Linked DNA regions of Mus musculus: regions 1 and 2 are each linked to region 3. The links are chromatin contacts, called in public promoter capture Hi-C maps. All regions are on one chromosome and are shown on one strand. Each heading gives the region's core, a stretch centred on a gene start, on an enhancer-like site or on the middle of the called end of the contact. The rest is flanking DNA. Distances are from core to core; before and after follow the strand shown. Region 1 overlaps Gm11963 (predicted gene 11963). Region 2 overlaps Ogdh (oxoglutarate (alpha-ketoglutarate) dehydrogenase (lipoamide)). Region 3 overlaps Camk2b (calcium/calmodulin-dependent protein kinase II, beta).

What was found. Capture Hi-C pulls out chosen DNA fragments and counts their contacts.
Region 1: a promoter capture Hi-C map of adipose tissue shows a contact between it and region 3. The contact joins two enhancer-like sites. A contact is called at or near these places in 1 of 115 datasets of contacts at active chromatin or transcription factors (astrocytes) and 1 of 9 other capture datasets (adipose tissue).
Region 2: a contact with region 3 is called in a promoter capture Hi-C map of liver. The contact joins two enhancer-like sites. A contact is called at or near these places in 3 of 15 datasets of contacts at CTCF or cohesin (large pre-B cells, pro-B cells and stem cell-derived epiblast-like cells), 5 of 484 Hi-C or Micro-C datasets (the G1E-ER4 cell line, embryonic stem cells and palatal mesenchyme), 1 of 115 datasets of contacts at active chromatin or transcription factors (astrocytes) and 1 of 9 other capture datasets (liver).

Annotation. Positions count from the first base shown.
Region 1 is chr11:5,500,896-5,504,447 of GRCm38.p6, forward strand. It overlaps Gm11963 (predicted gene 11963), which reads left to right. Exons shown (of 3, transcript NR_166837.1): 2 at 1,658-1,802. Among named protein-coding and RNA genes, the nearest start is that of Gm11963, 17 kb to the left of the region's middle. Within about 2 kb of position 1,731, at least 64 of the 459 cell types and tissues checked have an H3K27ac peak or open chromatin away from gene starts, as enhancers often do. A contact at or near this core is called in adipose tissue, where this site is marked.
Region 2 is chr11:6,331,705-6,335,682 of GRCm38.p6, forward strand. Ogdh (oxoglutarate (alpha-ketoglutarate) dehydrogenase (lipoamide)) reads left to right here. Exons shown (of 23, transcript NM_010956.4): 5 at 2,829-2,944. Among named protein-coding and RNA genes, the nearest start is that of Gm46270, 41 kb to the left of the region's middle. Within about 2 kb of position 1,862, at least 26 of the 459 cell types and tissues checked have an H3K27ac peak or open chromatin away from gene starts, as enhancers often do. A contact at or near this core is called in liver, where this site is marked.
Region 3 is chr11:5,998,720-6,002,820 of GRCm38.p6, forward strand. Camk2b (calcium/calmodulin-dependent protein kinase II, beta) reads right to left here. Exons shown (of 21, transcript NM_007595.5): 4 at 2,619-2,673. Among named protein-coding and RNA genes, the nearest start is that of Ykt6, 45 kb to the left of the region's middle. Within about 2 kb of position 1,777, at least 259 of the 459 cell types and tissues checked have an H3K27ac peak or open chromatin away from gene starts, as enhancers often do. A contact at or near this core is called in adipose tissue and liver, where this site is marked.

The DNA of each region.
Region 1 (3,552 bases), core at 481-2,980, 500 kb before region 3:
TGTATTGGTGTTGTATGTATGTTGGTATTGTGTGTGTTGGTAGTGTGGGGGTCAGTATTCGGGCTGTGGTGTGTATATGTGTATATATGTGTGTTGGTGTTGTGTGTGTTGGTAGTGTGGGGGTGAGGATGGGAGCTGTGTGTGTGTGTAGCAGGTGGGTATCTCAGTGGTAGAGCATTTGCCTAGCACTCATAAGGCCTTGGGATAAATTCTCAGTACAGAAAAAAAAAAAGCCAGGTGTGGTTGCAGCTGTTTCCTTACTGCTGGGAGGAAAAGAGATCGCAGCCCACCCTCGCTGATACACGGCAACCCATCCTCGCTGAGAGATGGCAGCCCACCCTTGCTGCTGAGGGCACGACCACTGCAGAGGCAGCAGGGAGGGCTCTGAATGAGAGATGGGGCCACTGGGGGATTCTCACTGCCTCCTTCGCCTGGCTCATTTCTGTACAGAGCCCTTCTCGAGGTCTAAGGCTCCGAGTTGGGTTGTTCTAAACCCCTGCCCATGTGACCTCATGCTGAGGAAGCTAAGGCCACCTGTGAGCGGGCGACCCCACAGAGGTTGTTCCAGTTGTGGTCACCCTTTTCATTTGCTTGTTCACAAGCATCTGTAACCCCAATTTCAGGCAGTCAGACACGTTTTATGGCCCTTGGTGCACACGCATACATGCAGGCACACACACATATATAATAAATAATGTTTAAAAAAATAAAGAGGCAGGGTCAGGAGTTGGGGTATCTCATTTGCTGGTGCTGTTATAGTGCATGCAGACCAGGGTGGGGTGTTCTTTTGGTGGTAGAGCAAGCTTGTAATTTCAGTGCACAGGAGGTGGAGGCAGGAGAATCAGAAACTGAAGGTTATCTTCAGTACTTCAAGGTCAGCTGGGGTTACATGAGACTATTTCAAAAGGCAGGGGGAAGAAGATAGCTTAGTCAATAGAATGTTTGCCATTCAAGCACCTATGAAAAAAAGCTGGGTGTGCTGGCACAAACTTGTGATCCCAGGGCTGGGGAGGCAGAGACAGGCAGAACCCCAGGGCTCTCTGACTACCCAGCCTGGTCCAATTGCCAAGCTCTGGGTCCCAGTGAGAGATCTTATCTTAAAAAGCAGGGGTAGGGATGTCCTGGAGAGATGGCTCAGGGGTTAAGGGCACTAGTTGCTCTTTCAGAGGACCTAGTTTGATTCCCAGCACCTACATGGCAGCTCACAACTGTCTGTATTTCTGGACCCGGGGATACTGCATGTACATGGTACACAGATATACATATAGGCAAAATGTCAATGTATATAAAAATAAATGAATGAATAAATTTCTTTTTGAAAGACTTGGCTGTGGAATGTTCTGTTAGCCTTCTGGGAGGTGCTGCTTTTCTTGGACAGATCTCTGGAGGAGCAGAGGTAAGGCTGAAGAGGAGATGGCCTGCCTTGGGAGTACCAGGCCCCCGATTCTGTCTTTGACCTCTGGCCAAGGACTAGAGAGAAAGAGGCAACCAGATATTGAAAGAGGGAGGGAAGGCTGGACTTGCTGGAAGACAGAGGAGGATGGATGCCTGTTGGCAGTGCGTGAGTCGCTGTTGGTAACAACAGTAATTAGCATTATTCCATGCTTTCTCGGACACACTCTGGGCTAAAGCATTCTCTTATGCAATCTCATTTTAGAGACAAGGAAACAGGCTCTGAGAGATTAAGCAACTCATCCCACTTGCTCAACCAGCATATGTGGGAGACCTGACAACCCGCCCTGTGTGGCCGTTTCACAAGCCAACGCCCAGCCACAGGGGACGACTGTTCCTGGGACTGGAAGGTGAGTGGTTTCTCTCCCAGTGCCCTGTGAAGTAAATGCAATTCTTCCTCCTCCTGAAGCTCTTCTCTCTCCTCCTATCTCCTTTATTCACCAAACCAGAGTTTGTTACTGTTGTTGTTGTTTTCAAAGGTTAGAGTGTCCCTAGAACATTCTCAGGAAGTCTAGACCCTGACATCACGCAAACCTACCTCCTCTTTGTCTTTGAAGGTGACCTTGGTGACTCAAGTTTAGTTGTTCACATAAATACTATTTTTTTGGAACCAATCTCAAAACACCCCGCCAGGTGCATATACTACCAAGGCCATCAGAACCAACACCGAGACCAGAGACCACTGGTGACTCATGCCTATGTTTAACACTCCGAGACGCTGTTTCAAAAACTTAAACAACTGCCAAGGGTGCCAGGCTGCACATACCTTCAACTCTAGACCCTTAGGAGGCAAAGGCAGGGGGACCTCTGAGAGTTTGAGGCCAATCTGTCTGCATAGTGAGTTCTATGACAGCCAGAGCTACACAGTGAGACCTTCTCTCAAATAAAATAAGATAAAATAAAATAACAATATGTAAAAAGTTATTATTCTGCCAGGCAGTGGTGGTGCATGCCTTTAATCCCAGAACTCAGGAGGCAGAGGCAGGTAGATATGAGTTTGGGGCCACCCTAGTCAACAGAGTGAGTTCCAGGACAGCTAGGGCTGCATAAGAGAAATCCTGTCTCAAAACAAACAAACAAGCAAACAAAAATACTATTTCCTCTTTTTATTTTTTTTTTTTGGTTTTTTGAGACAGGGTTTCTCAGTGTAGCCCTGGCTGTCCTGGAACTCACTTTGTAGACCAGGCTGGCCTCGAACTCAGAAATCCATCTGCCTCTGCCTCCCAAGTGCTGGGACTAAAGGTGTGCGCCACCAGCCCGGCTTATTTCCTCTTTTTAATGTGTTTGAATGAGTCTCCTTCCAATTTCCCTCCCTCCCTTCCAGTTCCTCCTCTGTCCACTGGAATGGTGTGAATGAGAATGGCCCCATAGGTTCATGTATTTGAATGTTTGGTTTCCAGTTGGTGGAACTGTTTAGGAAGGATGAGAAGGTTTAGACTTGTGGAGGAAGGGTGTCCCTGGGGACAGGCTTTGAAATTTTAACAGCCTTGTGAGATTCCAAGTCGCACCCCCCCCCCGCCCCGCCCCTGCCTCATGGTTGTGGATCAAGATGTGAGCCCTCAACTACTGCTTCAGAGTCACACCAGTGAAGTCTGGTGTAATTCTGATAGGCCTGCCTTTATATGTTACTTGACCTTTTCCCTTACTGCTTTTAATATTCTATCTTTATTTAGTGCATTTGTTTTTCTGATTATTATGTGTCAGGAGGAATTTCTTTTCTGGTCCAGTCTATTTGGAGTTCTGTAGGCTTCTTGTATGTTCATGGGCATATCTTTCCTTGGGTATGGGAAGTTTTCTTCTATAATTTTGTTGAAGATATTTACATGTCCTTCATTGAAAATCTTCATTTTCATCTACTCCTATTATCTGTAGTTTTGGTTTTCTCATTGTGTCCTGGATTTCCTGGATGTTTTGGGTTAGGAGCTTTTTGCATTTTGCATTTTCTTTGATTGTTGTGTCCATGTTCCCTATGGAATCTTCTGCACCTGAGTTTCCCTTTTCCATCTCTTTTATTATGTTGCTGATTGGTTCCTGATTTCTTTCATCTCCAGAGTTGACTCCCTTTGGGTTTTCTTCATTGTTTCTACTTCCATTTTTAGA
Region 2 (3,978 bases), core at 612-3,111, 330 kb after region 3:
GTTTTACCCCAGAGAGGTTTTAGACTCATTCTTGGGTCTTCCCTAAAGCCTCGATGTGGATACTCAGACTTGTAACAAGTTAGTGAGAGACAGTGGGACAGCGTGCAGCAGGAATTGTCTCAAGTTTTCTGGTCTTGTGAAGCTGCCCCCTCCTGATCTTTACCTAGAGCAGTATTTGTGGGGCTTTGTTGTCTATACTTCCTAAGGTTTCTCTGCTGCTCATTCTCTACTCTCTGTCTGGGATATGGGAGTGGAAGAGAACCCAGGACTTCCTTGTATCTCTGCCTTTCTTCACCCTTTCAACAGGATTACCTTTTTTATTTATTTTTTTAAGCAAAGTCTAAAGTTTGTAGTTAGAATTAGTAAAGAAAAAGAAAGAAAAGCATGTGTGTGGGGTTCATTTCTCAAGTGACTGAAGATGTAGAAATGGGTCCAACACTTCTGATGCTGATCAATGAGACCCAAGGGCTGTGAATTACAATCAAGTGTTATACCTATAGGAGCATCAGAGAGTGTATGCCTCCTTCATGCTGTTGGTGTAGCAACACAGTTCTCATCTGCATGTGAATACGTGACTGGCCAACATCAATCACAACCTGAATATTTTCTATGCTGAAGAGTGTACTGTTTTGACACATTGATCCGGAAATTTCCGATATTTTGTCTTGTTTTACTTGGTGGTTGTTGCTGGTTTGTCTGAGATGCAGTCTTCCTGAAACCACCACTGATCTTGAATTTCTGATCATCTTGCTTTCACCTCCAACGTGTTGGGATTACAATAACCATGCCTAGCCTGGGCTGAGTTTTGTAAACCTAAGAAGTTTCTTAAAAATCATTAACTATATTAAACTAAGCATAGTGGTACATACCTGTAATCAAAGCATTTAGGAGGCTGCTACTTACTGGATCAAAGCTAGCTTAGTCTGGATAACATGAGCCTGTCTTAAAAAACACAACTACAGAAAATATTTTAGTTTTTTCCCATAAATACCATGGAGCTATTGCTTACAAGCTGGGTCATAAGAGGCAGGAGCGTTGTGCTTCCCAGATGCCTGTAACTGCTGTATTTATGATACAGTAACAGGAAACAAGTGAGAGAGCCTAAGTAAACCGCTTTCACCACGGCTTCCTTCAGGCTTGTGGGGCTTTTTTCTTTGGGGTGGGTAGTTTGAGTTGGGTTTTTTTTTTTTTTGTTTTGTTTTGGTTTTGGTTTTTTTTGGTTTGGTTTGGTTTGGTTTGGTTTTTTTGTTTTTTTGTTTTTTCCTTTTAATTTAATGAAATTAAAGGGGCTTGAAAAAATATACCTTGCTTTTTAAGACTTAAGGATGTAATACCCCAGCCAGGCATGGTGGTGTATGTCTTTAATCCCAGCACTCAGGAGGCAGAAGTAGGCTTATCTCTGTTTTGCGGACAGCTAGGGCTATGCACAAAGACCCTGTCTCAAAAAGAGAGAGAGAGAGAGAGAGAGAGAGAGAGAGAGGAGAGAGAGAATAAGAATGTAATTTCCCAACCTAGTTTGAATGAGAGTCATGAAGATATTCCTGGGCCACTGATGTTGAAGACTGACATGACAACCAGACATGTTAGTGTACACTGTTAATTCCACTACAGAGGCAGAAAGCTTACCTAACGTTCAAAGCCATCCTGGTCTACATAGCAAGGGAAATTCAAAGCTAAATAACAACTGTCAGGTACAAAACAAAAAAGCCACCCTGGAGACTCATGTCCATGCTTGTGTTTGCAGGCTTCTTGCCTTATTTCGGTTCCCTGATTCGTGGGTCTCACAGCAGCGCTTAGGTACTTAACGCAGGCAGAAACAACGAGACTGTTTATCTAGGGCTCAGCATGTTGTCTGCTGGTTCAGTGTTCAGTTCTGGAGCCTGAGAAAGTTTTGGCAGCAGGTATTCAGGTGCTGGTGACGTACACTGTGCTCTTTGCCCTTCCTGAATTGATGTGTTATTTTAGAATAAGCGCCAGACTGGAAACCAAGTAATGGTGTCATTTCATAGTTTGCTCCTTTACTGATTTCAAGATGAAATAAGCATGATGCTGAAGAACAGAGCCTCCTACTGTCCTTTCCAGTTTGAAACAGCTTTCAGATGAAGAGGCATCTCCCCTGCAGTGACTGCTTGAGGATAGGAGAGTGGATAGGGAAAGTGAGGGTTGGATCTGTAATAGCACTGCAGAGTACCATAGAATAGCTAGCAATTTGGGAAAATATTCCAGGGAGATGCTTGCCCTTAGTCCAAGGCTGAAAGCTGTCAACCTTTCCTCTGCTACCCTAGTTGTATCCTGAAGAACAGTCTCCCACCAGCTGCTTGGGTCCTGGTGACTATTTCTCCCTCCCAGTGCAGACCCCAGCTTTGTCACTCACTGTGTAATATGTATGCACATTACTGTTAAATGATTCATGTATATGGTCTGCTATTCTCTATCAGTTCCCATTTTCTACTATAATTCTCTTAACTTTTTATTTACCTTTTGATTGATTTCTTTTGACTCTTTCCACCTGCCCAAATTGGCTTTTATCTTTGAACTTTCAAATAAATTTAACTCTAAATTATAAATAATTGCCAAACATTAGACTAATATGCGCATAATAGCTTTATTTTAGTTTACCTAGTAATAATCTTAGTGTGTAATTATTGTTAAGGTTTCTGATTCTGATGGTAAATATTGCTTGTTTTCATATACATCAGGGGTATGTGATATTTTTCTTTCTTCCTTTTTTTTTTTTTTTTTTTCTCCTTGGGGCATCTTGGATTTCTTTTCCCTTCCTATAAACTGTGACCCCTGCATGGCTATGCCTTGTCCCTCATCGTCTGTAGGGTTCTATGGCCTACACGAGTCTGACCTTGACAAGGTCTTCCACTTACCCACCACCACTTTCATCGGGGGACAGGAGCCAGCACTTCCTCTTCGGGAGATCATCCGTCGGCTGGAGGTAAGAACAGTTCTTGGAAAAATCTAACAGATGTCATACCTGGCTATTTGTTTGGCTTTGGTCCTGTGGGTTTTTTTGTTTGTTTTTTTTTTTTGTTTTGTTTTTAAACTCTTTTTATTTATTTATTATATGTTAAGTACACTTTAGCTGTCTTCAGACACACCAGAAGAGGGCGCCAGATCTCATTACAGATGGTTGTGAGCCACCATGTGGTTGCTGGTATTTGAACTCCGGACCTTCGGAAGAGCAGTCGGGTGCTCTTACCCACTGAGCCATCTCTCCAGCCCGGTCCTGTGGTTTTAAGAAACTGAAAGATAACCAATTTCTTTTTTCTGTTTTATAGCTAGAAACTTTTAAAAAATTTTTTTGAAACTTACTTTTTTATTAAAAACTTTTTTAAAAAAATACTTTTGGATCCCTTTAGATTTTATTTCAGGTGCAGTTGTCACCCTGGAAATTTTCCTCTACTTTATAGAGCCTGGAGCTATTGATTGCACTACACAGTGGTGGCTGCTCCTGTCCTACCCCTTCCTTTCCTTTCTCCCATTCTTGTTTTACTTTTCCTTCCTTCCTGACCTGTTTATATATCCTACAAACAGCAGCTGAGAGCCTGGCTTTGTGTCGGGCCGCTTGTGCGGTGCCTGTCTGCCTCTCTCAGACAGGTTATTGCCACTGTTCGGTATATAAGGGTAACTGAGGTGCCTATTTCAGAAGGGAATGGATTTGGTCCATTATTCGATGTTGCTGCTATGGTATTCAGATTTCATGAACCCAGTTTGAAACAGTCACAGTCAGGGATCTCTGAGGGGCTCCTGCCCTGGTTGGACGTTAGAGCCTAGGTCACCTCAGTCAGGGCCTTTCCATCCCCCAGTGGTTAATGTTTGTTCCAGTGAGCTCATCTTTTGCACGTTCCAAGTCTACACTTAGCACAAGAAAATATTTGAATGTCAGAAGGGACGCTCTGTATCCATCCAAAGCACCTCAGCTAGGAGCTGCCTTGCTTCCTCACCGATGGCCCTTCTCAGGAGAGCACG
Region 3 (4,101 bases), core at 527-3,026:
CCATGACCACCACAGTCATCACCATCACTGTCACCATGGTCACCACAGTCATCACCATCACCGTCACCACTTCCTCCATCACTGTTCTCATGCCATCTTCATTATATCACCATGACCATCACCATAGCTGCCATCATCACTAACACCTCATCATTGCTACTGCCACCAATGCTACTGTTACCTTCACCATTGTCATCGCTGCTACCATCTCACCACCATGACTACCATCACCATTCCATCACCATACCATCATTACCATCATCTCCATCCTTACACACACACCCCAATAGTGACAACTTATCAAAGGCATACTCGTTCACCATCATGGAATGCTTCCTTCTTCACACCTGTTTCCCGAGAAAACTGAGTTTCTTTACACCTAAGTGGGCTTCACACGTAAGCACATGAGTTTGCAGAGCCAGGGCTTCCCAGGGTTACACCCAGCTTTGTGAACCTTAATCCTAGGTCTGAGACTATCTGGCTCCCCCTATTCAATGCTCTGCTCTCTTGAGCCAGATCTGGGCCATCACAGAGTGGATTTAGTGCCTGTATCTGGCCTCCATGGTGGGCTGAGGGCTTGAAAGACTTGAATTCCTGTCCCCATGAAACCATAGACAACATAGGTAGTGTACTCTGCCCACACACCCTCCTGCCCTTTGTCTCTGTCCATACATCAAATGCCCATGGCAAAGCAACACTGTAAATGTGTGGTTTGCACATATGTGGACCAGGAGAGTCTGTCCAGCAGTAGCCCATGTAAGGGGCTGTTATCCCCAGTGCTGTGTGATCGACAGTTTGAGTCTTGACACAAAATTCTTGAACCAGGCTTTGAAAACTCAAGTCTGGGCAGAAAAAATGGTGTAAGGCCAATGTATCTTGGTGCAAAACTGTAGTTCAAAGGATAGCCTTGGTTTGCCAGATCTGTGCCAGGGCAAGGCTCCCTGAGTTACTGCATGTGTTCAGGCACTGATGCTTTGGTGTGTGGGCACCAGGGTCATCTCTTGGTCCAGAGTCACGGGACAGGAAGCTGGGCCTCTACTGAGCTGGATGCCATGCGCGGTCACTGTTGCAAGCTCTGCTCTGTAACTTCCATGGTGTGTATCGGCCACCTCCCCAAACCTGCAGGGCTCTCAGCTGACAAGGCCTTGAGGCCTACTGGGGGGCTACCAAACCACCTCAGAACCTGCAACCCTGGAGGCTCTGGAGGTATGGGGGGAGGATATTTAGACCTTCTGTCCAGACCCACCTCCTCAGTCTCTCCCTGCAGCTGTCTGCCTGGCATGTGCTGAGAGGTCTGAGAGATAAATGTGTCACATATACACATCCCTCCCTCCCCCACCCTCTCTTTCCTTCTTGGCTCCTGAAACAAGTGCAGCCATCCACTGGTCATCATGACCACCCTCAGCCCACAGACCTCTGTTTCTTGAGAAGAAGGGTGGTAAAGGTGATTTTGGGGCACACAGGGGGAAAGAGAGCCCACCCCACCTCAAGCCACAGGACTGGTGTCTCAGCCCAGATTCAATCAGACTGCAGCCTGTTATCTAGCAGATCACTCTAGGCAGGGTCTTGTGGCTCACACAGGGGTAGCTGAGAAGTAAACAAACCCCATGCAGGGGCAGCCTAGCTCTTCACCGGAAGATGCTACAAGGCAGAGGATGCTAAGGCCTGCATGCCCAACGGCCCAGACATCTGTCAGGCTGTTTGAGGGAGGAAGGGCTAAGAGGTGGCCCTAGGAAGGCTCCTCCTGTTCCCATTCAGCCTGTTGCTCAAGGGCAGCCAGAGGGCATGGGGTAACCATGGTAACGGTACCAGAGCCAGGTTTCCCTGGCTGTGCAGTCTGGAGGCCACCAGGACAAGCCAAAGCCCCTGGGCCCCCACCCAGCCCAGGGTCCTGCAGCAGCCCTGATTCACAGACAGCTAAATATAGTGCTGCTTAGCAGGGGCTGCCAAGAGTAAAGGGAGATGAGATCATCGCTTCTAAATCCGGCAGGAAGTGAGAGGCGGAGTTGGCCCCGAACGCCTTCTCACTCAGCTACTGCACACACACACACTCATGCAAGCACACACACACACTCATGCAAGCACACACACACACACACACACACACACACACACACACACACACACAGAGGCCTGTATCTCCAAAACATACCCAATCACACTTCGAAAACAGACATGCATGTACACTCATGGACTTTACACAAAGCATCTCTGTGCTTGCTCTAAGCTCTACACATATGCATGCACATGCATCCTTCCACCCTCACTTACAAACACGCATGCTCACATCAGCTAGCTGCGCCCCCAACCCAGCATGGCAGGCCTCAGAATGGAGGGAAGTGAATGGCTGCTCTCCCTGGTCTTCCCTCCACTGTCCCAACCGACAGGTTTTCTGCAGAGTTGGCGTCCTCAGCATGTCACACTCAGACTGGGTAAAAACCCATGCACAGCCATATCAGCGCTGGCTAGGCTGCGTGTGGCTGGGAATGAGGTGACCCCTGCAGAGGTGCACTCGGAGTGTCCTGATGTGGGGACAGGCCTGCTCCTGAATCTGAAGAGGCTGTGGGCCCCATGCTGGGAGTGAAAGAAAGGTGAGGGTCCTTGGATTTGGCACTTACAGATCGAAGACCAGGTAGTGGAAGCCCTCTTCAGAGATGCTGTCATGGAGGCGTACTGCAGGGACAGAGAAGTCGTGAGGAGCAGGAGGTAGCCCAGGATATTCCCTACTGCCCACCGCCACCCTGTCAGGGCCCACCCAGCACCCGTGCTGCACGCCTGGGGCAGGGAACTTGTCTCTGTGGCCCACAGGGTCTCCCCCAAGACAAGATGGCTGCCTGGGTCTGGGGGAAGATATGAGCTGACTTGAGGTGCTGCATGCTGAGCCTGAGGGAGCATCACGGAGCCCTGAGGGAGCACCATAGAGCCCTGAGGGAGCACCATGGAGCCCTGAGGGAGCACCATGGAGGTCTAGGCAGCACCTTGCCCTTCCACTGGCCCCTTTCTGTTCTCCTATTTCCCCTACCATCGGGAAACACAGCAAAGGCTCACTGCTGAGCCCTAACAGGAGCCATGTCTTCAAGGGAGAGGTTTCTGCAAGAAACAAACCGATTTTCCTGTCCTCAGCAGGACAGGGCCTCCACTGAGAAAGATTACCAGGTGAGGTATATTTCAGAGGCTCAGACAGTTTCCCTCTCTCTGGCCCTATTACCACACCAGTTGCTGAACTTGTATTCAGTCCTGTCTGGCCTGGGCTGGGGCTGATGGGCTCTGAGGAATGATGGCGATGGTGGGAGGGAGCTGCCAGGTCTCGGCTTGGGGCTGCACTCTGCACCAAGCAGTAAAGATTTTCTAGGAATGAGTCACTCTGGGCCCTGCTCTCCCACCTGCAGATCCTGCCCTTTGCTAGAACAGCAATGCATGCCAGGGCTGTTCTGAGCACCTTGCTCACCAACCACCCCTGCAGGCTGCAGAAAAGGGATCGGCACAGAGAGGTTGCCAAGCAGCAGAGGGCACACAGCCTACAGTGAGTCTGTGGGAGCAGGGGTCTGGCTCCAGCGAGTGTGCTGGACTAGTCCTGGCCCTGGTGCTCTTGGGAGCTTAAGTTCTTGCTGTATTCCACCACCCAAGACTGGGCCACGAGGCTGGAGAGTGAAGAGCAGCTACCTTCTCCCTGGTCCCACAGGACTCCAGGACCTCAGGCAGAAACAGCCCACACAATTCCTGCTCCTGGCACCCTCCTCTCTGTCCTAGTTTCTAGCTAGCTGCTGGCACCCTCCTTCCTGGCACTAGACTTCCCAGGCGCCATTCTGATAGTATCCTTATGCCTAGGAACTCCGATCTGTCCTGTGCCCCAACTTGGTTTCCAGGCGCCTTAATCCCATGATGCATTTCACCTCATGTATACCTTTAGCACGCCAGGCCCCAGGCCCTCAATAGAGAGAGGAAATGGGATACCTGCTGTGGCCACCACAGTAGCCGTGTGAATTGGGAAGGACACCCCACTTACCTGAGCCCAGTCTGCAGCTCTGTAAGATGGAAGAACCCCCTGTCTGTAGGGTGCTGTAAATTGTGCTCCTATGTGAAGCAGTGAGCAATCCCTGA